Regions from separate parts of the Mus musculus genome. Here all the other regions are linked to region 1. Evidence: chromatin contacts called from public HiChIP or PLAC-seq data. All regions are on one chromosome and are shown on one strand. The core of a region is the stretch at or near the end of the contact, and the rest is flanking DNA. Distances in the headings are between cores, read along the strand shown. Region 1 holds the start of Bdnf (brain derived neurotrophic factor). Region 2 overlaps Mettl15 (methyltransferase like 15). Region 3 overlaps Kif18a (kinesin family member 18A). Region 4 has its middle 130 kb from the start of Kif18a.

Evidence for each region. HiChIP or PLAC-seq counts read pairs in DNA pulled down with a chosen protein or histone mark.
Region 2: a CTCF HiChIP or PLAC-seq map of the NIH/3T3 cell line shows a contact between it and region 1, with 7 read pairs. The contact joins the enhancer-like site here to the promoter of Bdnf in region 1. A contact is called at or near these places in 1 of 15 datasets of contacts at CTCF or cohesin (the NIH/3T3 cell line), 2 of 115 datasets of contacts at active chromatin or transcription factors (embryonic stem cells and stem cell-derived neural progenitor cells) and 1 of 9 other capture datasets (embryonic stem cells).
Region 3: an H3K27ac HiChIP or PLAC-seq map of embryonic stem cells shows a contact between it and region 1, with 6 times the contacts expected there. The contact joins the enhancer-like site here to the promoter of Bdnf in region 1. A contact is called at or near these places in 2 of 15 datasets of contacts at CTCF or cohesin (the NIH/3T3 cell line and stem cell-derived epiblast-like cells), 6 of 484 Hi-C or Micro-C datasets (brain, embryonic fibroblasts, embryonic stem cells and 2 more), 13 of 115 datasets of contacts at active chromatin or transcription factors (craniofacial prominence, embryonic limb bud, embryonic stem cells and 3 more) and 1 of 9 other capture datasets (pancreatic islet).
Region 4: a contact with region 1 is called in a FOXA1 HiChIP or PLAC-seq map of pancreatic cancer cells. The contact joins the enhancer-like site here to the promoter of Bdnf in region 1. A contact is called at or near these places in 12 of 484 Hi-C or Micro-C datasets (the C2C12 cell line, the C3H10T1/2 cell line, adipose-derived mesenchymal stem cells and 2 more), 10 of 115 datasets of contacts at active chromatin or transcription factors (a colorectal cancer cell line, embryonic fibroblasts, embryonic limb bud and 3 more) and 1 of 9 other capture datasets (embryonic stem cells).

The regions. Positions count from the first base shown.
Region 1 is chr2:109,690,591-109,696,449 of GRCm38.p6, forward strand. Bdnf (brain derived neurotrophic factor) reads left to right here and starts at 2,973. Exons shown (of 2, transcript NM_001048142.1): 1 at 2,973-3,319.
Region 2 is chr2:109,239,446-109,245,304 of GRCm38.p6, forward strand. All of the region lies in intron 2 of Mettl15 (methyltransferase like 15), which reads right to left. Among named protein-coding and RNA genes, the nearest start is that of Mettl15, 36 kb to the right of the region's middle. Within about 2 kb of position 2,701, at least 32 of the 459 cell types and tissues checked have an H3K27ac peak or open chromatin away from gene starts, as enhancers often do. A contact at or near this core is called in the NIH/3T3 cell line, where this site is marked.
Region 3 is chr2:109,309,431-109,315,289 of GRCm38.p6, forward strand. It overlaps Kif18a (kinesin family member 18A), which reads left to right. Exons shown (of 17, transcript NM_139303.1): 12 at 1,117-1,238. Among named protein-coding and RNA genes, the nearest start is that of Kif18a, 32 kb to the left of the region's middle. Within about 2 kb of position 2,196, at least 5 of the 459 cell types and tissues checked have an H3K27ac peak or open chromatin away from gene starts, as enhancers often do. A contact at or near this core is called in embryonic stem cells, where this site is marked.
Region 4 is chr2:109,403,641-109,409,499 of GRCm38.p6, forward strand. No RefSeq gene overlaps it. Among named protein-coding and RNA genes, the nearest start is that of Kif18a, 130 kb to the left of the region's middle. Within about 2 kb of position 3,116, at least 48 of the 459 cell types and tissues checked have an H3K27ac peak or open chromatin away from gene starts, as enhancers often do. A contact at or near this core is called in the C2C12 cell line, the C3H10T1/2 cell line, adipose-derived mesenchymal stem cells and 4 more, where this site is marked.

The sequences.
Region 1 (5,859 bases), core at 1,723-4,222:
CAGGGTGAAAGCATGGTTCCACCCTGAGGAAGTGCTAACAGGGTAATGTAAGTTCCATAGTATAGAGATCTGACATAATATCTACCTGAGCAGCAACACAGGTGCTAGCAAAGACATTTGCTTGCAACAGAGTTTTTGGAAAAGAAGTAAATTTTAACAGGTTACAAAACCCTGGGGGCAAAACCCATTCCTAACAAATGTAAAGTTGGAAAGTAGACATTTGTTTGAAGCTGATTTAAAATTATTTACCTTTTAAAATTGCAGGTAGGACTCCTCCAGTCCTTTTTAAAGATATACCAGTAGCTTTAAAGATTGTAATATAGTCACTTAAGTTATGATGATAGAAGAAATCATGGTTATATTCAGCCTATAACCTAGGAAGAAACAGAGGGTCTTTAAGGTGGCCCAAGCCTAGCTTCATGCCCTCTATCATCTGTGTTGTAAGATCCTTTGTTTTGATCACATGCTCCACCAAGTTGTCAGTGGGGCAAAGCGAACTGTGAGTGACACTCTGAGAGTGTGCATATATTTGAATAGCCTGACTATCCAGAGCAACAATTTGTAAGGGGACTCTAAAGTAGCTTGAGTTCTGATGATTTCCCTTTACTGAAGGACAAAGGGTAGAAGGAGGAGGCCTTTCTCGCTTGAGCTTTTGAGGTCTTTAAGGGTGGATCTCTGGTATTCTTGGTTGAATTACTATAAGGTATTGAATCTCTGGTTCTTCACTTATAAAACAGAAAGATTTCTGTCAGCAGGTTTTGGAAGCTTTCAAATAGCAAATATTAGTAATTTCACTTTGTTAACCATCAGCCCTTGGTAAATGAATCTCAGTATACACTACCGCCATATATTCAGTACAATAGCCCACTCTGGTGACAACAGACATCTGGGAAAAAGAACTGTTATGAACCTCCTTTCCTCTAGGAAATTTAATGTTTAAGCATTCAGATACAGTCATACAGCAATGCCTTAACAACGATTAAGTCATTCAGATTTCACAAGCATTCACATACAAGGGGTCACAGAAGTTGGGGTGCAAGAGTCTCGGATACCCATTTTTGCCTCCTTTCTGAGTCACATATGCCAATTTTTCACGGTGACTTGAAATCGTCTGTGAATGAATTGCTTATTACAGTGCTAATCACTGGGCCCTGTCTCAGACATACTAAAGGCCAGCCTTAGAAGAAGGAGCCTCTCTTTTAATCCTCAGACAGGTGATTATGTTAACAAGAGGCTGTGGCACCGTGCTCAATACTGCCCTCTTGTTCTTTTATATTTTTTTCTAAAAAAAAATAAAATAAAATGAATAATAAAGGTCTGTCTGCCCTAGCCTTTACTTATTGGCTGGATTAGAGGGGCAACGTTTAACAAAGCAGCAATCCAGGTAGACACTTGGCAGAGTTTATCATACAGCTAAATGAAAGTAGCCCTCCAGAACCTAGTCATGTAACTGATCTCTCATAGGTTAAAAAAAAAATCAAACAACCAAACAAAAACGGTCCAAAGACCACTCTCTGCTCTAGAGGAAGGGGGCTTAGTGAGCTACCCACCCCTCACCCTAAATCCTGGTTAAGTATATATACATATATATATTGATGTGTTGTTGCTGCCTAGATAATGACAGGCTTGGCTTCTGTGTGCGTGAATTTGCTAGGACTGGAAGTGAAAACATCTACAAAGCATGCAATGCCCTGGAACGGAATTCTTCTAATAAAAGATGTATCATTTTAAATGCGCGGAATTCTGATTCTGGTAATTCGTGCACTAGAGTGTCTATTTCGAGGCAGAGGAGGTATCATATGACAGCTCACGTCAAGGCAGCGTGGAGCCCTCTCGTGGACTCCCACCCACTTTCCCATTCACCGAGGAGAGGACTGCTCTCGCTGCCGCTCCCCCCACCCACCCCCGGCGAGCTAGCATGAAATCTCCCAGCCTCTGCCTAGATCAAATGGAGCTTCTCGCTGAAGGCGTGCGAGTATTACCTCCGCCATGCAATTTCCACTATCAATAATTTAACTTCTTTGCTGCAGAACAGGAGTACATATCGGCCACCAAAGACTCGCCCCCTCCCCCTTTTAACTGAAGAGAAGGGGAAATATATAGTAAGAGTCTAGAACCTTGGGGACCGGTCTTCCCCAGAGCAGCTGCCTTGATGTTTACTTTGACAAGTAGTGACTGAAAAAGGTGGGTTTCTTTTCTTTCTCTTTCCTCACCCCCCCCCCCGCCCCCGTTTGGTCTGCTGGGAAGCATATGGCTTTAGTGAGGTCTGTTATTGCCTAGGCTTCCCGGCTAGAAGCAGTAACTTGGTGTAATGCTATCCGGGGTTATTCATTAATAAAAAATACTGTTATTATCTTGATTGAATTCTATTAGGCACACTCCGGAGAGGTCAGGGCGCAAACTCTGGTTAAGCCGATGTGTTTAAGGTAGCGGAGTAAACCATAACCCCGCACACTCTGTGTAGTTTCATTGTGTGTTCGCTTTTTCTAGCTTTGTGGTGCGGGAAGGTGCGGGAAGGTGTGTCTGGGGCCGGGGCCTGGGGGTGGGGGTGGATGCACGCCCTCTCCCACAGAACTTGGGTGCTGGGATGGAAAAGATGGGGAGAGTTGCAAACCAGGGGAGAAAGATTTGAACGTGTGAGACTCACACTCGCTTCCTCCTACTCTAGAGCACATTGCGGGGAGTAGGGTGCCTAGGAACCGGGATTCGACCACCCCTCCTAGCAAAGGGCACCCTGCGGAGACCGCAGAGGGCAGGCACAGAGCTTTGGGTTTAAGCAGCGAGCTCCGGGGAAATGGAGAGAAGCCAGTGCAAGGCGATCAGGGATACCCCGAGGGCTTCCGAGGGCTTCCGAGGGCTTCCGAGGGCTGAGCCCCCGCAAGGAAAAGGCGCGTCGTCCCCTTTAAGCAGCCACCCCAATGGGTATCGGTGGCGCGGCGGAGCAGGGAGGGGATAGGGGCGGCGCTGTCTGACCAATCGAAGCTCAACCGAAGAGCTAAATAATGTCTGACCCCAGTGCCTGGCTCTGGCTGAGCTCTGGGTGCCCGTCGCTGCTGCCGTGCCGGGGCGCACCCGCTGGCTGGCTGTCGCACGGTTCCCAGTGCGCCCGGGACTCCCGGGCTTGGAGAAGGAAACCGCCTGGGGCGGCGCGCCACCTCCGCCTGGGAGGCTTTGATGAGACCCGGTTCCTTCAACTGCCACCACTGCCTTGGGGCAGACGAGAAAGCGCACGGGGCCCAGGGCAGGGCGCAGGGACCAGAAGCGTGACAACAATGTGACTCCACTGCCGGGGATCCGAGAGCTTTGTGTGGACCCTGAGGTAGGCGACTGCGGGGCGTGGGGCTAAGTGCGAGAGCCAGAGGCGCGTGCGCCCGGGAAAGTTGGCTAGGGGACTGAGAAGTTGTGGGACTGCAGAACTCCGGCTTCACCTTCGTCCCGGGACAGCGGAGGGGCGGGCTTGCTCCTGGGGAGCGTTCTCCCGGGATCCCACGACTCTGAGGGACAGTGCGACCCCAGGAATCCCTTCAGTGTGAGAGAAAAAGCCAAGGGAAGAGGACGACTTGCGCCATGGGAGCTAAGCCTGCGTCCCGGGGATCCCCGAAGTCCTCCCGCAGACGAGGAAGGGTGGTGAGAGAGATATAGAGCGACAGCTGTTGGGGGCTCAGACGGATGGCACCGGGACAGGGCTGGGATGAGAGCCCTTACCACCGGCTTAGGCACTCTCCACGCAAATTTGGACCGGGGTGGTGTGTAGTCCGAGAATGGGTCTTGGCGCCTTCTGTCCTCATCTCTTTTCCTGGGTATCACAACAGGCTGTTCACTGTCACCTGCTCTCTAGGGAGTACTACCAAAGCTTACTTACAGGTCCAAGGTCAACGTTTAACTAGGAAAACTTGGGACCCTTCTTATCGCTGGGGCCTGAAAGGGTCTGCGGAACTCCAGGACAGCCTGTATCCGACCCTCTGTCCATCCTGCGCACCTCCCTTTGGGCATCCTCCTGAGGAAGTGAAAGTTTTGACTTTCATCCGGGAGTAGGTTGGGTGTTTATGGAGGATGAAGAGGCTAGTTTTGATTTCCAGGGATGCTGAAACAGGAAGAGCAATGGATAAGCGACCTAAGCGTAGAAAGAAATAGCTGAAGATGGGGGCTTTGTGCTTGATGACAAGGAAGAAGGGGAAATTGCTGCCGGGGGTGGGGGGGGGGTGGTGTTGTTCCCCCCGGGGCTGCTGAGGGCGGTGAGCCACAGGCTGTGAGTTTGAGTTTGAACTGGTGTTTTAGTGAAAACAATTCGTGAGTTGGGGGTGGAGCCTGGGCTAGGAAACTGGGGATGGGGACTTGGGGATGGGGGGAGCCGGAGGGAGAGAGGGAGGATCCAAGGAGGAGGGAGGGGAGGGCCAGGAGAGCTGAGCTAGGAAGGTAGAGGGTGCCCTCTTCTGGCCACACTGGCAAGAGTAGCTGCTGGGGCTCGTCGAATGGGGGCGGGGAAGTGTTTTAGGGGCAGTTTTGCTGGTCGTTATGGGGGTTGCGAGTAGAAACTTGTTGAGTGGCGTTTTGAAACAGCTTCCTGAAGATGTGCGGCTCGGTTCGGAATTTTGGCTTGTTGCATTTCTTTCCTTGAGTTGCCGGGGTGCTTTGAGATACCATTGACTAAGTGCTAGGATTTTCTTGATCTTACTTGAGGGTCTTCCCGGCATCCTAAAATATCCGTCTTCTCAGCGTCAACAACAGCCTTTTAGCCCCTCTCACAAGAATACAGGATGTTCTTGTCTGGAAGTATGTTTCTGCCTGTTTATTAATCCTTCTAGAACTTATCCTTTTTTTAAAAAGAAAGCGATGTATAATTAGGAACAGTAATTGTTATCTAATTGTATATGAAAGGCTAAATGACTCCCCCTTCCCAACAATTGGATCAACTTACTGAAAAATATACCCCTCTTTTAATTCTTCTCCAAAAATCGATTCTTTTATACATTAGTTATAAGGTCAAAAGCCATTTTGATCCTTCGATTGATTTTTGTTTTGTCTTGTTGCATTATTTATTTATTTATTTTATTTACGGGTTTGATTCCTCTAAGCATCCGGGCCCCTGTAAGTTTGAGACACTATTTTCAGGTCGGAGGTATCTGAGGTTAGAACAAGAGCGGTTCAAGCTGTTACACACAATAGGCTTAGTCAGGCGCAGAGGATGAAATAACATTAGGGAGCTTTAAAAATAATTACTGCAGTTCACTGATTTTTCATAAGGTTTGGAGGTTTTGGTTTGTTCTTCCTCCCCTCCTCCCCAAGGCAAGAGAGAGAGAGAGAGAGAGAGAGAGAGAGAGAGAGAGAGAGAGAGAGAGAGACTTGTTGAAACGTAATCTCTACTGGAATTTGAAATATGGTAGTTACCATTATTGGAATTCCAGAATCATAAAGTTGTTTTCTGTTCCTCTTCTATGTTATTTTGTAAAAATGGGATAAATATTGGTAAATATTAATAGTAAATACAACGACACAGAACACACGTTGTATAGAGAACTGTTTTACGTCATTAAAATTTTCCTGTTTATAAATGATTCAGGAAGAAAGAAATAATTCCCAGATAAACAAGACTGTTGTGCATGACGTAGACATCTTGAAGCATTAGACCATTGCAGACACACTTAGACATAACATTTTTTAAAACAGACTAACAGTAATTTTTCACATACTTCTAGAGTCTCTCACAGCCCATTCAGAGCTTAGTTTGTAGTTTGGAATCATGCTTGTTTTAGGGTGCTACTTAAGGTCATTTGAAAGGATTGCAAACCTTTATGCATCCAGAAATTAAATCATTTAGGAAATCTGGTTTAGGATGCCTTGAAAGTATGCACCCTTTTA
Region 2 (5,859 bases), core at 1,451-3,950, 450 kb before region 1:
ATAGACACTATTTGCATATGCCAGCATGATTTTGCTGAAAGGACCCTGATATAGCTGTCTGTTGTGAGGCTATGCTGGTGTCTGGCAAACACAGAAGTGGATGCTCACAGTCAGCTATTGAATGGAACACAGAGGCCCCAATGGAGGAGTTAGAGAAAGTACCCAAGGAGCTAAAGGGGTCTGCAACCCTATAGGGGGAACAACAATATGAACTAACCTGTACCCCCAGAGCTCATGTCTCTAGCTGCATATGTAGCAGAAGATGGCCTAGTCAGCCATCATTGGGAAGAGAGGCCCCTTGGTCTTGCAAAATTTATATGCCTCAGTACAGGGGAATGCCAGGGCCAAGAAGTGGGAGTGGGTAGGTAGGGGAGTGGGGGGTAGGGTATGGGGGACTTTTGGGATAGCATTTGAAATGTAAATGAAGAAAATACCTAATTAAAAAAGAAAAAGAAATCACACTTACATGCATCTTACACAAGAACTAAAACAAATTTGAAAATAGACAATAAAATCACTATTTCAACAATCCTTTGGGATTTAAGAAAAATTATTAAGTCTTATAACAACAACAGAGAAGGGAAAGGGGTAGGAAAGGAAAAGGGAAAGGAAAAGGGGAAAAGGAAAGGAAAAGAAAGGAAAAGGAAAAAAGGACTCCAGAGACCCAGTATATTTGATATGGTAGGTTTCCTACTGCAGTAATAAAACACCATGGCCAAAAGCAACTTGTGGAGTAAAATATTTATTTTGCCTATGCTTCTATATCACAATTCAACATAAACAACAAAACAAAAAACAAAAAAACAAACAAACAAAAACAGGGCAGAAACTCACAAATGGCAGGCATCAGGAGGCAGGAGCTGATTCTGAGTCCATGGAGGAGTGCTGCTTATTAGCTTCTCAGTTGCTTTTCTGATACCAGCACAGAGGTAGCACCACCAACAATGGGCTGGGCTCTCCCACATCCATCACTAATTAAAAAAAAAAAAAAAAACCTACAATTTGTCTATATGGCAATCTCTTAAAGCCATTTTCTCAATTGAAGCTCCCTCCACTCAGATGACTCTAAGCTTGTGTCTAGGTAAAATAAATCTAGCCAGCATACCTATTTAGTAAGTTTAGAACAGAGAAATTTTGCTAGTAAATGAAGGAAAACTATATACCAAGATACAATAGAAGAAATTAAAGATAAATAATGCAAAATTTAGTTAAGGCTATTCTATAACTTAAAACTATTATAAAGAGGTAGTAGAGAAAAAGCTAAAAAGGAAAATCTGTTCCAGCATTAATTTAACTTCCATGAAGAAAAGATACTGCCTACCATAATTTGTGTTATGTCATCAATTAGAAAATATATCTCAATTTCAAGTGACTAATTCAAAAATATTTGAGAATGAATACAAGATAATTATAGTTCAAAGGAAGCGTGGTTCCACACAGCTGTAATTCTACCATACAGAATGCAGAGGCAGGAGCTAAATAAAAAGTCCATTTGGAAATAGACAGACAGACAGATGGATGGACATATGGAGAGATGGATGGATCAGCAGATGGGCAGACAGGTAGGCAGGAAAGCTAGGGATAAGGCTTGGTGGAAGAATAAAATAGGGTTCCTAAGGCCTTTAGTCCTTTGATATCCAACACAAAAAGAGCTGGGGGCAAAAAGATTGAGAATGAGGAGGGAGGAAGGAAAAGAATTGATCTTGGTGTAATGTATTGCTAGAACAAATGTTTTTCCAAAGCTTTTTTATGATAAAATGCAGCAAATTGGATTAAACCACATGCTAAGTGCTATCACGGACTGCTAACAGTGTTTACGCACATATAGTTGGGGATGCTAAGTTATTAACTTGCTAGGAGTCAAGTACTACATTTTATATGATGCACATAATTTCTGTCCCTGAGAGGTAATAAGGAGAACTAGAAAAGTAGTGTATAAAGCACCTGAAAAATCCTAGGCACTTATTTGTAAGGGTTTTTTCTCTTTGTTCATATTTTCCTCAACAATTCACTCTAGTATTTTATCATCTTGCAAGAAGATACTTGCTTGCTTCAGCCAAAATATCTTCCTGTTGTTATTCAATTCCTTTACAAATCCTTGTATGTAGATAAAATACCTTCCATCAAAAAAATACAATGCCAATGAAGAAATATCTTGTAACACATGTTATTTTAATGACTTTATTATATCAAAGTTCTACAATGTAACAGAATCATAGTAACCCATTTAATATTCTTATTAAATAAGGTAGTGACAGTTGGGAGAGTGGGCTCTTCTAAAACAATTCAGTATACTGTTATTGTATGAACTCAGCTTCTCTTAAGGACTGACAAATTACCAAGATAAAAAGAAAATGAATTGAATTATCTTTTAAGACAAAAAAAAAAAAAACCACCAAAAAGTCAAAGTAAACAACATAGGTTTTATAAATGGCACTGAAGAAAGCACCATGGTAAGTATAGGGCTATTCAACATATTTTTTTAAATTCATGAAGGAAAATAAACCACCAAATTTCAAAGAACAATTAAGCAAGTTGCCAAAAGACAAAATCCTTTGGTGGGATGTCAATCAGTAACACCGAGCTGACAACTGTGCCTTAATTAATTTTGAAACTGTTTCCAATTAGTTAGTAGAGAACACTAGAGGCTTCATGCTGCCTGTGACTCAGTGCACTGACTCATCCACCAGAACTTTCCTACACAAGAAATATCCCAGCACCCGCCAGGACACAAGATCAAAAGGAAAGACGGTTCACCAGCCTTCTTAGTTAAAGCCCTGTGATAAATTTAGATGACCAGGAGGATATGAGACAACTTTCCAAAAGTTTCATCAGTCAGAAATAGCTTGAGAAGTTAGATTTGTTAACAAAACAATGAAAGCTCATTGCTTAGAAATAAGTTTTGCAAGTATATCTATAAAACTACTAGCTGTTTTAAGATTATATAGAAGATATAAATAACAATCATTAAAGGGTTCATTTAAAGTTACGCAGTCATCATATTAAAAATAGTATAAAATTCATAGCTCCTTAAATAGAAATGGAAACAATATTTAAACATGAACAAAATCCTAAAACTATCACCTAAATTTTTTCACATATTGATTTCACATTTAGTTTATTTTCAGTGTGATCCACAATTACCACATTAGAATTAATCTAAGCTTTTTAAATGGCTCCTTAAAAGAAACTATAGTAAGAATGTAAGGCAAAAACTGGGAGGTTTGGTTTTTGTTTTTAAGTCAGGGGTTTTGAGTTCATTGGTTTTCTTTTCCTCTGATAATTCCATACAAGAGGGCCATACATATATCATTTCCATCCTCCCACTTTCCCATCCAAGTCATCTTACTTTCTCCCACATTCATGACCTCTTCTTCCTTGTAACATTCATTTGTGTGTGCATGCAGCCATGTGTGAGTGTGTGGGGGTGCATGAGCGTTTGTGTGTCTGTGTGTGTCCTGCTCAGTCCATTTGGTTTTGTTCATATGTGAAGGTGTTTAGGGCTGACTACTAGAGATTAGATAATCTATTGGGCCAGGAGAAAACTGATTCTTTCATCCCAGTATAAATTAATTACCTGTAACTCTTCATCTGTGGGTGGAAGCTTGTAAGATTACTTTCCTCCCATACACATTGCCGCCATGCTAACTGGTATACTTACACAGATCTTGTTTAGACAACTATATTGTCCAGATTTCATGATTGTAGCTCTCTTGTCATAAACAGAATATATCCAACAATAGATGCTCTAATCCTGTGACTTTTTCACTCTTTTCAGCCCCTCCCCCTATCCTGCAAAAATTCCTTGAGCTTTAGGTGTAGGGTTTCTGTTTTATCAGTTAGGGTTGGGCACATCGTTATTAGCTGTTGTCTGTATTTTCATCAGTAGTAGCTCTGTAGTGGCCTCTGTTTGCTGCAAAAAGAAGCATTTTTGAAGACAGAGAAATCTACAGTTCTCTATAGGTAAAAGGATAATATTTATTGGTACAGTGACAACAGGCGGGTAGATCAATGGAATAGAATTGAAGATCCAGAAATGAACCCACACACCTATGGTCACTTGATCTTTGACAAAGGAGCTAAAACCATCCAGTGAAAAAAGACAGCATTTTCAACAAACCGTGCTGGCTCAATTGGCATTTAGCATGTAGAGGAATGCAAATTGATCTATTCTTATCTCCTTGTACAAAGCTCAAGTCCAAGTGGATCAAGGACGTCCACATAAAACCAGATACACAGAAACTAACAAAAGAAAGCGAGGAAGAACCTCAAACACAAGGGAACGGGGGAAATTTTCCTTAACAGAGCTCCAATAGCTTACGCTCTAAGATCAAGAATTGGCAAATGGGAACTCATAAAATTGCAAAGCTTCTGTAAGGCAGAGGACATTGTCAATAGGACAAAACAGCCACCAGCAGATTGGGAAAAGATCTTTATCAGTCCTATATCCAATAGAGTGCTAATATCCAATATATACAAAGAGTTCAAGAAATTAGACTCCAGAGAAACAAATAACCCTATTTTAAAATGGGGTACAGAGCTAGACAAAGAATTCCCAAGTGAGGAATACCAAATGACTGAGAAGAAAATAAAGAAATGTTCAACATCTTTAGTCATCAGGGAAATGTAAAAAATCAAAACAACCCTGAGATTCCACTTCACACCAATCAGAATGGCTAAGATCAAAAATTCAGGTGACAGCAGATGCTGGTGAGGATGTGGAGAAAGAGGAACATTCCTCCATTGCTAGTGGGATTGTAAGCTGGTGCAACAACTCTGGAAATCAGTCTGGTGGTTCCTCAGAAAACTGAACATAGTACTACCTGAGGACCCACTAATACCACTTCTGGGCATATACCCAGAAGATACTCCAACATGTAATAAACACACATGCTCCACTATGTTCATAGCAGCCTTATTTATAATAGCCAGAAGCTGGAAAGAACCCAGATACCCCTCAACAGAGGAATGGATACAGAAAATGTGGTACATTTATACAATACTCAGCTATTAAAAGCAATGAATTTATGAAATTCTTAGGCAAATAGATGGATCTGGAGGATATCATCCTGATTGAGGTAACCCAATCACAAAAGAACATACATGATATGCCCTCGCTGATAAGTGGATATTGGCCCAGAATCTCAGAATACCCAAGATACAATTCACAAACCACAAGAAACTCAAGAAGAAGGAAGACCAAAGTGAGGATACTTCGATCCTTCTTAGAAGTAGGAATAAAATAACCATGAAAGGAATTTCAGAGACAATGTGAAGAACAGAAACTGAGGGAATGACCATCCAGAGACTGCCCCACCTGGGGATCCATCCCATATACAACCACCAAAGCCAGACACTATTGTGGATGCCAACAAGTGCTTGCTGTCAAAAGCCTGTTATAGATGTCTCTTGAGAGGCTCTGCCAGTGCCTGACAAAAGTGAATTCATCCATCGGACTGAGCACAGGGTCCTTAATGAAGGAGCTAGAGAAAGTACCCAAGGAGTTGAAGGGGTTTGCAGCCTCACAGGAGGAACAACAATATGAACTAACCAGTACCCCCAGAGCTCCCAGGGACTAAACCACCAACCAAAGAGTACACATGGTGGGACTCATAGCTCCAGCTGCATATATAGCAGAGGATGGCCTAGTTGGTCATCAATGGGACAAGAGTCCCTTAGTCCTATGAAGGCTCCATTGCCCCAGTGCAGGGGAATGCCAGGGCCAGGAAGATGGAGTAAATGGGTTGGTGAGGAGGAGTAGGGGGAGGGGATAGGGGATTTTCAGAGGGGAAACCAGGAAAGGTAGTAACATTTGAAATGTAAATAAAGAAAATATCTAAGAAAAAAGAAAAAAGAAAA
Region 3 (5,859 bases), core at 946-3,445, 380 kb before region 1:
CGCACCAGATGAGTCTGTGGGCAAGCCTGCGGTACATTTTCTTGAATCTCAAAGTAACATTTCTCTGTCACTGTCCCCTATCACCAGTATAAGAAGTAGTTTATATTTAACAAACCTCACCAAGAGCCTACATTCGTTTGTCATTACTAAGAAATTAATATTTTACATCTCCTCCTTTGGCCTTGAACATAATAAATTGGTAATCATAAAAATAGCTACCAAAATAAAATAAAAAAACAAGCAGACAGATTTATACTTTAGAGAATCTATTCAACTGTGGACTACAAAGGTGTATGAAAATATCAAAATGGAGTATCAAAATTGTTTTAGAAAATTCCAGTCATATCTCTATTGTTTATTAGATTATTAGCTAACCAGACAGAATGTCCCTAGAAGTTCACTTTTCCATTAAACAGTTAAAGATGCTAAGATGGTTTTATTCATACTTCACCATATCCACTGAGCTGTTTTTTTGTTTTTTTTTAAGTTTTAATGCATTTCAGGGATGATGAATAAATCATAGGTACTAGATTAGACGATGCCTGGCCCTAAACAAAAGTGTTTAAAAAATGGGAATATTCAAAAGATTTTTTTTTCGAAGATGAAGAATATTGGGGTAGGGAGGCGGGATGCAACTCCAAGCACTGGCTTATATACTGAACTGATCATAGTCAATCCTTAGGTGAAATGTTCCTTCTAGTAGAAGTGGATCTACAGAGTGAATAAATAGTTTTCTTATTATTATTCAGTGGCATGGCAGTGTTGGAAAGTAAGGGTTGTTTATCTTTAAATGTAGTTCTCAAGGAATGCCTCTTTGGGTAGTAGCATTTCAACAAAAATTTGTTATTACTGTATGAAAGTATTGTAAATAAATTGGATCATCAGAGAAGCAGTCATTATAGTATGCTTTTTTTCTGGGCTCCAAACATTTCATTTTCTGAAAACATTTAAACCCTTACCTTGCTGATAAGTTCTTCACTACCTATACAGGATCTCTTATTGTCAAATTTAAAAGCAAAACAAAAAAAGAAAACTTGGTGCCCTCATGAAATGTCATACTAGTTGTAGTATAATTCTTTTAAAAGTCTAAAATATATTTTTCATTATTGATCCTAGGCACTCAATAAAGAGCTTCACTGTCACCATTTACACCTCCAGAACAAAGAACTGAAAACACAAATGGCACACATGACAGCTCTAGCTTGTCTCCAGGAACAGCAGCACAAGCAAACTGAGGCGTAAGTACATCGAGTTAAACAGCCTACCAGTCTTTACATTGCAAACTGAAAGGATCTGGGGAACAGAAATTTTAGCTCTCCACTGTCAGGGAATTGAGTTTTATCTCATAAGGGCTTCATTAATTTGAATTGTTTGCCAGCATCAGAAAATACACAAAAAGAGAATATTAAAGACAATGTGAGGGATGTGGCTCTTTTCTTAGTAACCAATTCCTTTATAGTTCTTTACAGGTTTTCAGGGTTTTGTTTGTTTGTTTGTTTGTATGTTTTGTTTTGTCATTAGCAATCCTAAGATAAGTTTTTTGGTGGCTCTGCCTACTTAACTTCCTGGCCTCTACATTCAAAGCGCTGCCAGTGCTCTCGTCAAGTTTGGTGTCCTCACCTCCACCTTCCCAATATCCAGTATTGGTCCAGGAGACATACCTTGTGTGCTGGCCCATCCTGTGTTCATATGGGTCCTGCAACAAACAAGAGTATTGTTATAAAATATTAGTGGGAAAAATTGTATAGCGTGCAACTCCAAACAAGAACATTAGGGGGAAATTCCACGTGCTCATATCTCATTACTCTATTACTAGCTCTAAATGAGGGTCAGGTATCTCAAATATTTTATTTTATTTTTTTATTAAGTAAATAATTTTCTTTGATAGTTTTACACAGGTACAAAGGACATACTGACCACTCCCACCACCCCCACCACCCTTTCCCAATTTAATACTGTCTACTCTCCTTCCCTGTAGGTCATCTTTTCACCTTCCTGTCTACTTGAGGGGTATTTGTTTGTTTTTTATTTCTTTCTTTCTTTGGTTTGGTTTGCTGTCCCATTGAGTTTAAGCGCACCCATCTGCGAGATCATCAGTTTTGATCTACCCATTGAAATCTGCTGAGCTACACAACCCAAGACAATGCTTCCTTTCCCTATGAATACTATCAATTGCCAGTAATTCGGCTGTACCTAGTAGGGCACCTTGAGGCCCTCTCCCGTCCTCAATTGATTGTTGACAGAGCCATTCAGTGTTGCTAACCACAGTTGTAGATTCCTGATTGCAGTGGTTGTATCGAGTCCAGAAGAAGGCTTTTGCAGCACTTATCCCTGTTTTCCAACTCTACTTTGATTACATTCTTAAAGCTTTGGAAGAGGTGGTGTAAATGCCTTATTTAAGGCTGAGCTCTTGGCCATCACTTTCTTAACATCTTTGGCAGCTGTGTGTCTCCAAATCACCATTGTTCACTGCAGAGACTTCTCTGAACTTGATAATATCTATGGATATAAACATAGAAATTTGCAAGGCAGTGATGTACAGTCATTTTAGTCCAACAAGAGTAAGTTCCATACTTAGCCTATGTCTTCCCTAGCACAGGTTGATAGCCAGGCTTCAGTGCCAAGATAAATTCTGTCCCATGGAGTAGGCTTCAGATCTAGTCAGTTATTAACCCCACTTTTGCACAGGTGACGGTACACCTTGACCAGAAAACTGGTAAAGTTATATTTTGTTTTCTTTGCACTCCTGGGGTTCAAACCTGGTGTGATGGTTTGTATATTCTTGGACCAGGGAGTGGCACCATTTGGAGGTGTGGCCTTGTTGGAATAGGTGTGACCTGGTTGGAATGGGTGTGTCACTGTGGGTGTGGGCATAAGATCCTCACCCTAGTTGCCTGGAAGTCAGTCTTCCACTAGCAGCTTTTGGATGAAGATGTAGAACTCTCAGCTCTGCCTGTGCCATGCCTGCCTGGTTACTGCCATGCTTCCACCTTGAAGATAATGGACTGAACCTCTGAACCTGTAAGCCAGCCCCAATTAAATGTTGTTTTTTTATAAGACATGCCGTGGTCATGGTGTCTGTTCACAGCAGTAAAACCCTAACTAAGACAGTTAGTGTTGCTGGGAGTAATCTGAACTGTGTTGACCTGGTCCAAGAGATTTCAAAGGAAAAGAATTTCAGTATGTGGCATAAAGACTGTTTTGTGGTATTTTGGTGAATAATGTGGCAATTTTTGCCCTTGCCTGAAAAGTCTGCCTGAGGCTAAGGTGAAGAGACTCAGATTAATTGCACTGACAAAGGAAGTTTCAAAAAAGCTCAGCAGAGACTTTGCTCTCTGGTTAAGTCGTATGAAGAGAAGTTTGAACAAGCATAGCAAGCTTAGAAAGGAAAAATATAAAATTTATGGTTCGAGTATTAAAGGGATACCAGGAAGTGAAATGGAGCAAAATCCTGTGTTCTAGAAGATAACAGATTAAGGGAGTGGGACCTTGGGGCAAGATCCTAACCAGCAAAATTTAGATCCAGGCAAGGTGGTACATACCTTTAATCCCAGGAGACTGGCATGCTGATCTCTGCATTCAAGGCCAATCTATAGAGCAAGATCCAGGAAAGCCAAGCTTAGGCAGTGAAGGATTTGGAAAACAGAAAGCCAGTGACAATGTAATAGTACAAGCAGGTCATGTTCTAATTCCTGCAAGCAGCAGAACTTGGCAGCTTCAGCCATGTGGCTCTGGTTCTAGAGTTAAGAATGGAAGGAACTACTGGGACAATTGATGCTGGTTAGCTGGAGCTAACAAATTAGCAGTGATTATGAAGAGACCAGCATCACTGAGGTGAAATCTTTTGGGAAGTGTTTTCTGGGAGCACAAAGAAGCTGTGTTCCAGGGATAGCCAAGGTTGTACCTAGTGCTGCAGCTGGACTTGGTAATGTGTAAGAATCACCCAGGTTGTACTGGTTTTGAAGGGATGAAGGTGTCATGAAGAACAGCTGAGGTTTGGCACTGTGAGAGGTCATGGAAGGCCATATTGGAGAAGGTATAGCCTCAGCTGTAGTTGATGGCCCAGGACTGAAGGGGTCATGCAAAGGATTTGAGGCTTGGCACCATGAAGAGAGCCTATGAGAGGCTATTGGTAAAGCCTAGTTGGAGTGGAACACCCCAGTGTATTGAAGATGTCAGTACCATGGGATGATCACCAAGAACAGTAGCCATAGTGGAGTGGATCAACCTGAGCATAGAGTGCTACAGAGGGCAGAGCTGGATAAGTGATGCCACCCCTTAGGAGGAGCCCAAAAGATCAAGTGGAATCCCAGACATTGAAACAAGAAGCTGTAACTTTGAAATTGCCTTGGAGACTCAAAGATGTTAAACATGCCAGAGCCATGGGATACATGCTGAAGAAAGCTGCTAACAAGGAGTGGAACCAGCCCAGGAGAAAGCAGTTTGTTGCAGTCAAGAAAGATGAAAAAGTGGAGATCTGAAGACCTCTTTGACATCAGCCATGGAGATGCAGAGTTTGGAATTTGCCCAGCTGGTTTCCTGTCTTTTTTTGAGGATTACAGTTAAGTGTTGGATGAATCTCAGAAGAGACCTTGAACTTTGAACTTTTAACATTATTGAAACTGCTATAGACTATGAGGACTTTGAAAGTTGGACTAAATGCATTTTGCATTATGCTATGTTTAAGTATGCCCCCTCTCCCCATAGACTCATGTGTTTGAACAAGTCTATGGGAGCCAGGGAGTGGAATGTGATGGTTTGTATATTCTTGGACCAGGAAGTGGCACCATTTGGAGGTGTGGCCTTGTTGGAATAGGTGTGACCTGGTTGGAATGGGTGTGTCACTGTGGGTGTGGGCATTAGATCCTCACCCTAGTTGCCTGGAAGTCAGTCTTCCACTAGCAGCCTTTGGATGAAGATGCAGAACTCTCAGCTCCTCCTGCACCATGCCTGCCTGGATGCTGCCATGCTCCCACCTTGATGATAATGGACTGAACCTCTGAACCTATAAGCCAGCCCCAATTAAATGTTGTTTGTTTTTTTTTATAAGTCTTGCCGTGGTCATGGTGTCTGTTCACAACAGTAAAACCCTAAGACACATGGATAAAAACCATTTTTACCCAACTTTTCTAACTAAGTTAGAAATAAATTTAAATGAAATGGAGGAATTTCTGGATGCATATGAACTACCAAAATTAAACATAAATCAAGTAAATAATTTAAACAACAACGTGAACCAACAAGAAAAAGTCTCTCAAATAAAAAAGTCCCAGGATCAGATAGATTTACTACTACAGAGTTGTATCAGACCTTTCAAGAACTAACACCAATACAATGCATATTGTTCTTTAGGATGGAAACAGAAGGATTGCTTCCTAACTCCTTATGAAGCTAGTATTATCCTGATAACAAACACTAGATAAGCACACATAAACACATTGCAGGCAGTTCCCTTGATGAATACAGATGCAAAAAGTTTTGGTATGATACTAACATGCTGAATTTAAAATCACACCAGAAAGATTAGTCGTGATGAAGTTAGCTTCATTTCACAGATTTGGGGGTTCTGTATATGTAAATCAGTGAATGTAATGCATCACAAAAATAGAAACCACATGATTATCTCCATAGATGCAGAAAAGGCCTTTGATAGACTCCTTCATCCATTCATGGCATAAGTCATGGAGAGACTGAGGATGAGCCCAGCACACCTCAGCATAGCAAAGGATGTATGTGTGTATGTATGTATGTATGTGTATATAATATATATATGCATACATACGTACATACATTGTGTGAAATGGGGGGAAGCATACAGCATTCTGTCTAAGAGCAGAGCAATGGGACAAAGGTGTCCAT
Region 4 (5,859 bases), core at 1,866-4,365, 290 kb before region 1:
GTCCTACTTTTAAAAAGAGAGAAAGATGAGAAAGGGGAAGGAAACGAGAGAGGGACATGGCCACAAGCTCCTATCCCAACCCAGAAGTTATTTCCAACTGACAGCTGCTTGCCAAGAAATAATTAAGCTTTCTCCAATGAAGTTTCACTGGGCATACCTGCCACATTTAAGGGTGGCCCAATGCCAAACAATAGACAGCCACACAAGACAAACTCACTGGTATTTTGAGAGATGTTTTGTCTTATAATACTTTGGGCTTTTTTTTTCCTTCCTTTTTTACCTTGCCTTTTGCTTATCTATTACGGATTCCATTTTTGTGGATGTATAGGTTTTCTCTCTGTCTCTGTCTCTCTTTATGTGTGTGTGTGTGTGTGTGTGTGTGTGTGTGTGTGTGTGTGTTTGTGTGTGTTTCTGGTGCTTTTTCTTTTCTCCCTCTGTTCAGCCCCACTTGCCTCTTTGATTTATTTCTTATTTTTGTTGTTGTTTGTTTGTTTTCCCTGTTTGCTTCTAAAGAGAGATAGAAAGAAGGCTGGAGTCAGATGGATGGGAAGGTGGGGAGGACCTGGGGGAGACCAGGGAGGTAAAACTGTTATCAGAGGATTCTGTGGGGGAAAAACACTTTATTTTCAATTAAAAAAGAAAAAAGAAAAGAACTGATTCCACAAAACCCTAGCTTGGTGAGCCAATGAGTTTCTGGGGTTATTTATAGGTGCATGTTCCTGTGTACTGGAGTTACTTATAAAATCATAGGTAACTCAAAGTTATCTACATCACCATAAAGCCTATCCCAATGTGGGTGATGACTTGATGATGAATCACGAAAGCTCTGGCACTCCCTGAGCAGCTTGCAGGCAGCTCTATGAAGAGTGTCTACCCCAAAAACCATACTGTTTACACGTTGTTGGGGAGGGGAGTCTAGGTTTCGTAACTTTCTGACCTCCTTGACCAGGTAAGTTGCAGAAGCTTCTCTTTTGTTTAACAGAGGCAATAACTGCATAACACTTGCATATATCATCTTGTGTGTGTGAAAAAAATCAAATTTCCATAAAAATTTCTGAATAAAAATCTCTAGCCTTTGAGCCTAAAATAGGTATTTTAATACATTCAAGTGATTGTGATCACTTCTGAATTTTCAGACCTAGCACATAAATGGAAAGAGTCCCATCTCTAAACTGAGAAACATGACATCCATGTACAAAGAAACAGAAAATTTGTGTGGAACATTTGGTGCCAATGTAAAACATAAAGTTTGGTGATAAGGAAAAAATATTTCAGAACGGTGTGCATAATATACTTCTATTTTTAAAATTGATGTTGAAATCATATATACCAAGAAAAGTTTTATGCGTAGCAAAATTACAAAAAGTTTTGAAGATATGCATACCTTATAATGACAGTTAACCCAATTCAATGATTACAGAGAGCATCCAAGACATTCAATATATATATATATATATATATATATAGATATATATATATATAGATAGATAGATAGATAGATAGATAGATATAGATATATCATAGTGCTTGAGTATTCCTAGTCCTCCAGCAAGTTTCTGTATATTTCCCTTTCTATTAACACATCTACTCATCAGTCTTCATGGCATTTTAGGTCTTGATTGAGCCACTGCAAGAAAGCTATATGATAGCTAAGAACTGTATCGTTGCATTCAGAAAGACCTGGGTATCAAATATGGTCCCATCACTTATCGGTGACATGGCTTAAGATAATTGGCCTGATTTTAGGCTTTTAATTTCTCATTGCAAATGAAGCTAAAATATTTATATTATACCCCCCCTAAAGTGACCCAGTCTAATAATGAATGATCACATTTCAATCAAGAGATCCCTTAAATAATACTTTTCCAGAATTTATGAAACCTGTTAAGATCACCACAAACAAGGAAAATCTGGGATACTGTTATAACTATGAGATGTTTAGGAAGACTTGTCAACTGAAGAGAATGAGGGGTTCAAGCTGAGATAGATCATCAATGGAAAAAGACATCAGGTAAAAGCAAAGGGATTCTAAATAGCATGTGGAGTTTGGTTAATAACAAATGCTAATTCATTTATTATATAATGATATAAAGTATTAGTAGCAGGGCAAATTGTGTATGAAGTACATAGGAACACTCTGTGTGACCTTCGGAATAGTTTGTAAATTTAAACCTTATTATAAAAGAAATAAATACTGACTCATGGGTATATATAAGGTACAAACTTTGCATTTCGGTACCTTGTAGGCAGAATAGAGTCCAATCAATAGCAGCAATTCCTATTAGGCTATCCTACCTTGCTTTTCTCTCTCACTGTCACTGTCTCTTAGTGTCTTAGGAAGTGTTCACAACACTCTGTAAGGCACCTTCCAGCTAGGAGACTCTGAGCCTCTCTCACTGAATTTCCTTGGACCTGATTTGCTATATGTGAGTAATAGTCACCATCCTTCCAACCTCCTTGGACACAGTAAAATAACTTGATATTTACTTTCTTTATTATCCAGCTCAATGCAGCACTTAGGCTCTCTTGGAAGTTTCCTTTATCAAAAGACTAGGAATCAGAATGGTTATCCACACACACCCCCTGCCGCACCCCTGCAATGGCTTCAGAGGATTGACTATTAGATTCTGATGTCAGAGAAGCCACTATCACTAGTCCTGTGCATCTGGGCTTATAACAAGAAAGCCATAAACAGAAGGACTCTGGAAAGTGGTCCAGGAAAAAAAAATCAAACTTCTCTGCACAAACCCAAGATCTCTGGGCTGACTACCTTATGGCTTGTAGGGCTGTCTCATTCTCCATTGGCTCTTTAGGAGCCTGTTTGCAAAATCTCATCAAAGCTCTTTCAAGAAGAGAAATTAACTAAGTGCAAGTTGAAGTGTGTATGCTCTTCTGTGTGGCCCCAGAATGATTTGAGTCTACTGAATGGAATTTCATACATGTGTTGAGTGAAGTGATTTATTATGGGTGGTAATGGAAATTAATTTCACTTTGAACCCTGGGGCACCAGAAAATGCCTAAGTGCTGAGCCATTTTCTGTAAGTAGGCTATAAAGCAGCAACGTGCTTCTGACTGGGTGGTGAGGTGGCAATGACCACTTGTAAAACAATGAGCTAGAATAGGAAGTTAATGGGCCCTGGCCGTCAGGCAGCCTCTAGAGCCCGTCCTACTAGCCTCTGCTGTCAGGGGATTCTCAGGCTTCTTGGCGCCATGGATAATGGATACAGCAACAGTCCCCGTATGCTCAAGGAGAGCCAAAGAGAATAGGGTAACATTCCTTGAAGGTCAATGACCAAGCATGACCAAAACACTTGGCTCAGGGGGTAACCCCATCGCTGGGACTACCCTTAGTAGGAAGCAAACTGGTTCAGAGCTATAAATGGCCAGAGAAGATCCTGTTTCTAAGAATGACCTCAGCTAAAGCGCTCAGTGCTGCATTTGAGAAGAAAAGTGTTTACCTAGAGGACCTGTGGAGGTTTCCACCACACTCTACTGATTCAAAAACTTGAAAAATTCCCAGTTCGTAAACAAAATTGTCAAAAAAATTAACAAAATACAGTCTTTTAAACAAATGGTATTGAGGAAACAGTTTCAACGAATAGAAAAGTGAAACTAGAACCAGTATCTTTCATCTTGTATATAAATGAATTCAAATTAGATAAAGGACCCTACTGTAAGACCTAAAACTTGGAAACTACCCAAGGACAACTGAAAAAAGACTTCGAGATATAAAAAAAATAGGCAAGAGCTTTCTCAAAAGGATTTCAAAGCATGAGAAACCAACCACCCTAGAAACTGACCAGAGGAGGATTGCATGGTATTAAACATCTTCTGCACAACAAAGAAAACATTTAGTAGAGGGAAGAGACAACCTACCAAAAAACAAACAAGCAAACAAACAAAAAAACAAATTCTTGCCAACTCCATATTAACTGGGGAATTAATATTTGGATATACAAAGAACTTGAAAACTTAAACAGCCAAACTCCAAATCCCATTAAAAATGAGCTAGTGAACTAAATAGGTTGTTATCAAAAGAAAAAAATACAGATGGCCAATAAATATATGTGGAGAATGCTTAACACTCTTAGCCAACAGAAGATTGGGAATTAAAACTATTTTTCAATAATATCTCTCTCACTCCAGCCAGAAGAAAACAGATGGCAATAGTTCCTTGTGAGGACATCAGGAAAGATAGCTCATTATATACAGCTGTTGGGAATTTGCACTGGCCCATTCATAATGGAAATCAGTGTGGATGTTCCTCAAAAACTGCTTTATAATCCAGCTGCAATGCTTTGGGGTATATACCTAAGGACTTCTAGCTAGCACTCCATAGTGATACTTGCATGGCTATGTTTATTGCTGTATTATTCAAAATAACCAGGTAATGTAACCACTTTAGATGTTCATTAACAGCTAAATGAGTGAAAAATGTGGTTCACATACACAATAAAATCTTATGCAATTGTTACAAAAATTAAATCATTATATTTTCAGGAAAGGGTGTGTCTTTATATTAACTGAGAGAAGGCACATTCAGAAAGACAAGTATTGTATGTTTTCTCTTACATAAGAGACCTAAATTAAAATTGTGTGTGTTTGTGTGTGTGTATGCGCACACGAGTGTGTGCATGTATGAAGCTTATTACTTTATTAATCTAAAATATATTTTTTAAAAGCACAATGGGCCAACATCAAAAGTCAAAAGAACAAAAGAACATTCTAAGGACTGAAGTTAAGATGCACACATCTTCTACCTCAGCACTGTAAGCCTGGGAGTTACTGGAGAGTACAGCTTCTTTTTACATGGAATTCAGCATATGCTCATTACATGTAATGAACTCACACTATTAAGCATATTGCTTTATACTATTTATAATTATGTGTACCTGTGTGTGTGTCTTCATGTGGTTATCCACATGTGATGTCTGAGGAAGCCAGATGTCAGATTCAGATCCCTTGGAGCTGGAGTTACAGATGGTTGTGAGCTATTTGACGTGGTGATGCAATTTAAACTCTGGTCCTCTAGAGGAGTAGCAAAAACTCTTAATGGCTGAGCCATACCTCCAGCTTCCATATATATATCCCGTCTGTCATATTTTCTATCATCTCGGGAGCCTTTAGGATGTTCTGTTTACTTTGGCATTCCCAGGACCACACCATTGCCTGTACACAACAGGTCTCTGGGAAAGGTTGGTGAAAGGCTGAATAAATCATACTATTTTAGGTAATACAAGGATAAGTAAAGCACAGAGCCTATGTTTAAATGATCGCTTTATTTGTCAGAGAAAGCAGTCATTTGGGCCATTCATTCATTTCTCTTCTTTTCAATAAATACTTGGCATCTTATAAAAAGTACTGGGTGACACTCTGGGATTTAAAGGACAAATGAGATAGGTTCTGGGGTATACCACAAGTCTTGGGGATGACAGTTTTACAAGCACTCTTCAAATGGCTGTGTAGAAGAGGTGGCTGAAGCACTTATAACCAAAACCACACAGGGCCACCTCTATTGGATGCCTTCAAGAGAAAAAGCTTTCTTTTATATCCTGGAGACAGGAAAGGTTGAGATGGTGAAAAACAGCTCTGGTTTGATTTTCTAAACAATACAGCGTGTATGTTTTAACAAATCAAGTTTCCATTTTTTACTTAATTCACAAAGTCATTCAGAGTTGATTTATTCATCCATCATCCAACACAGTCCACATTTCTGCCTTATTTCTCAAGACTACTCCCTCCTTTTCATTCCATATCTACTCCAGTTTTCTTGGAATGATACTTACTTTGCATTTTTGACTTTTTATTAGAAAGAGAAAAACATATACAGAATACATATAATTGTAAAGTCTCTTGCAT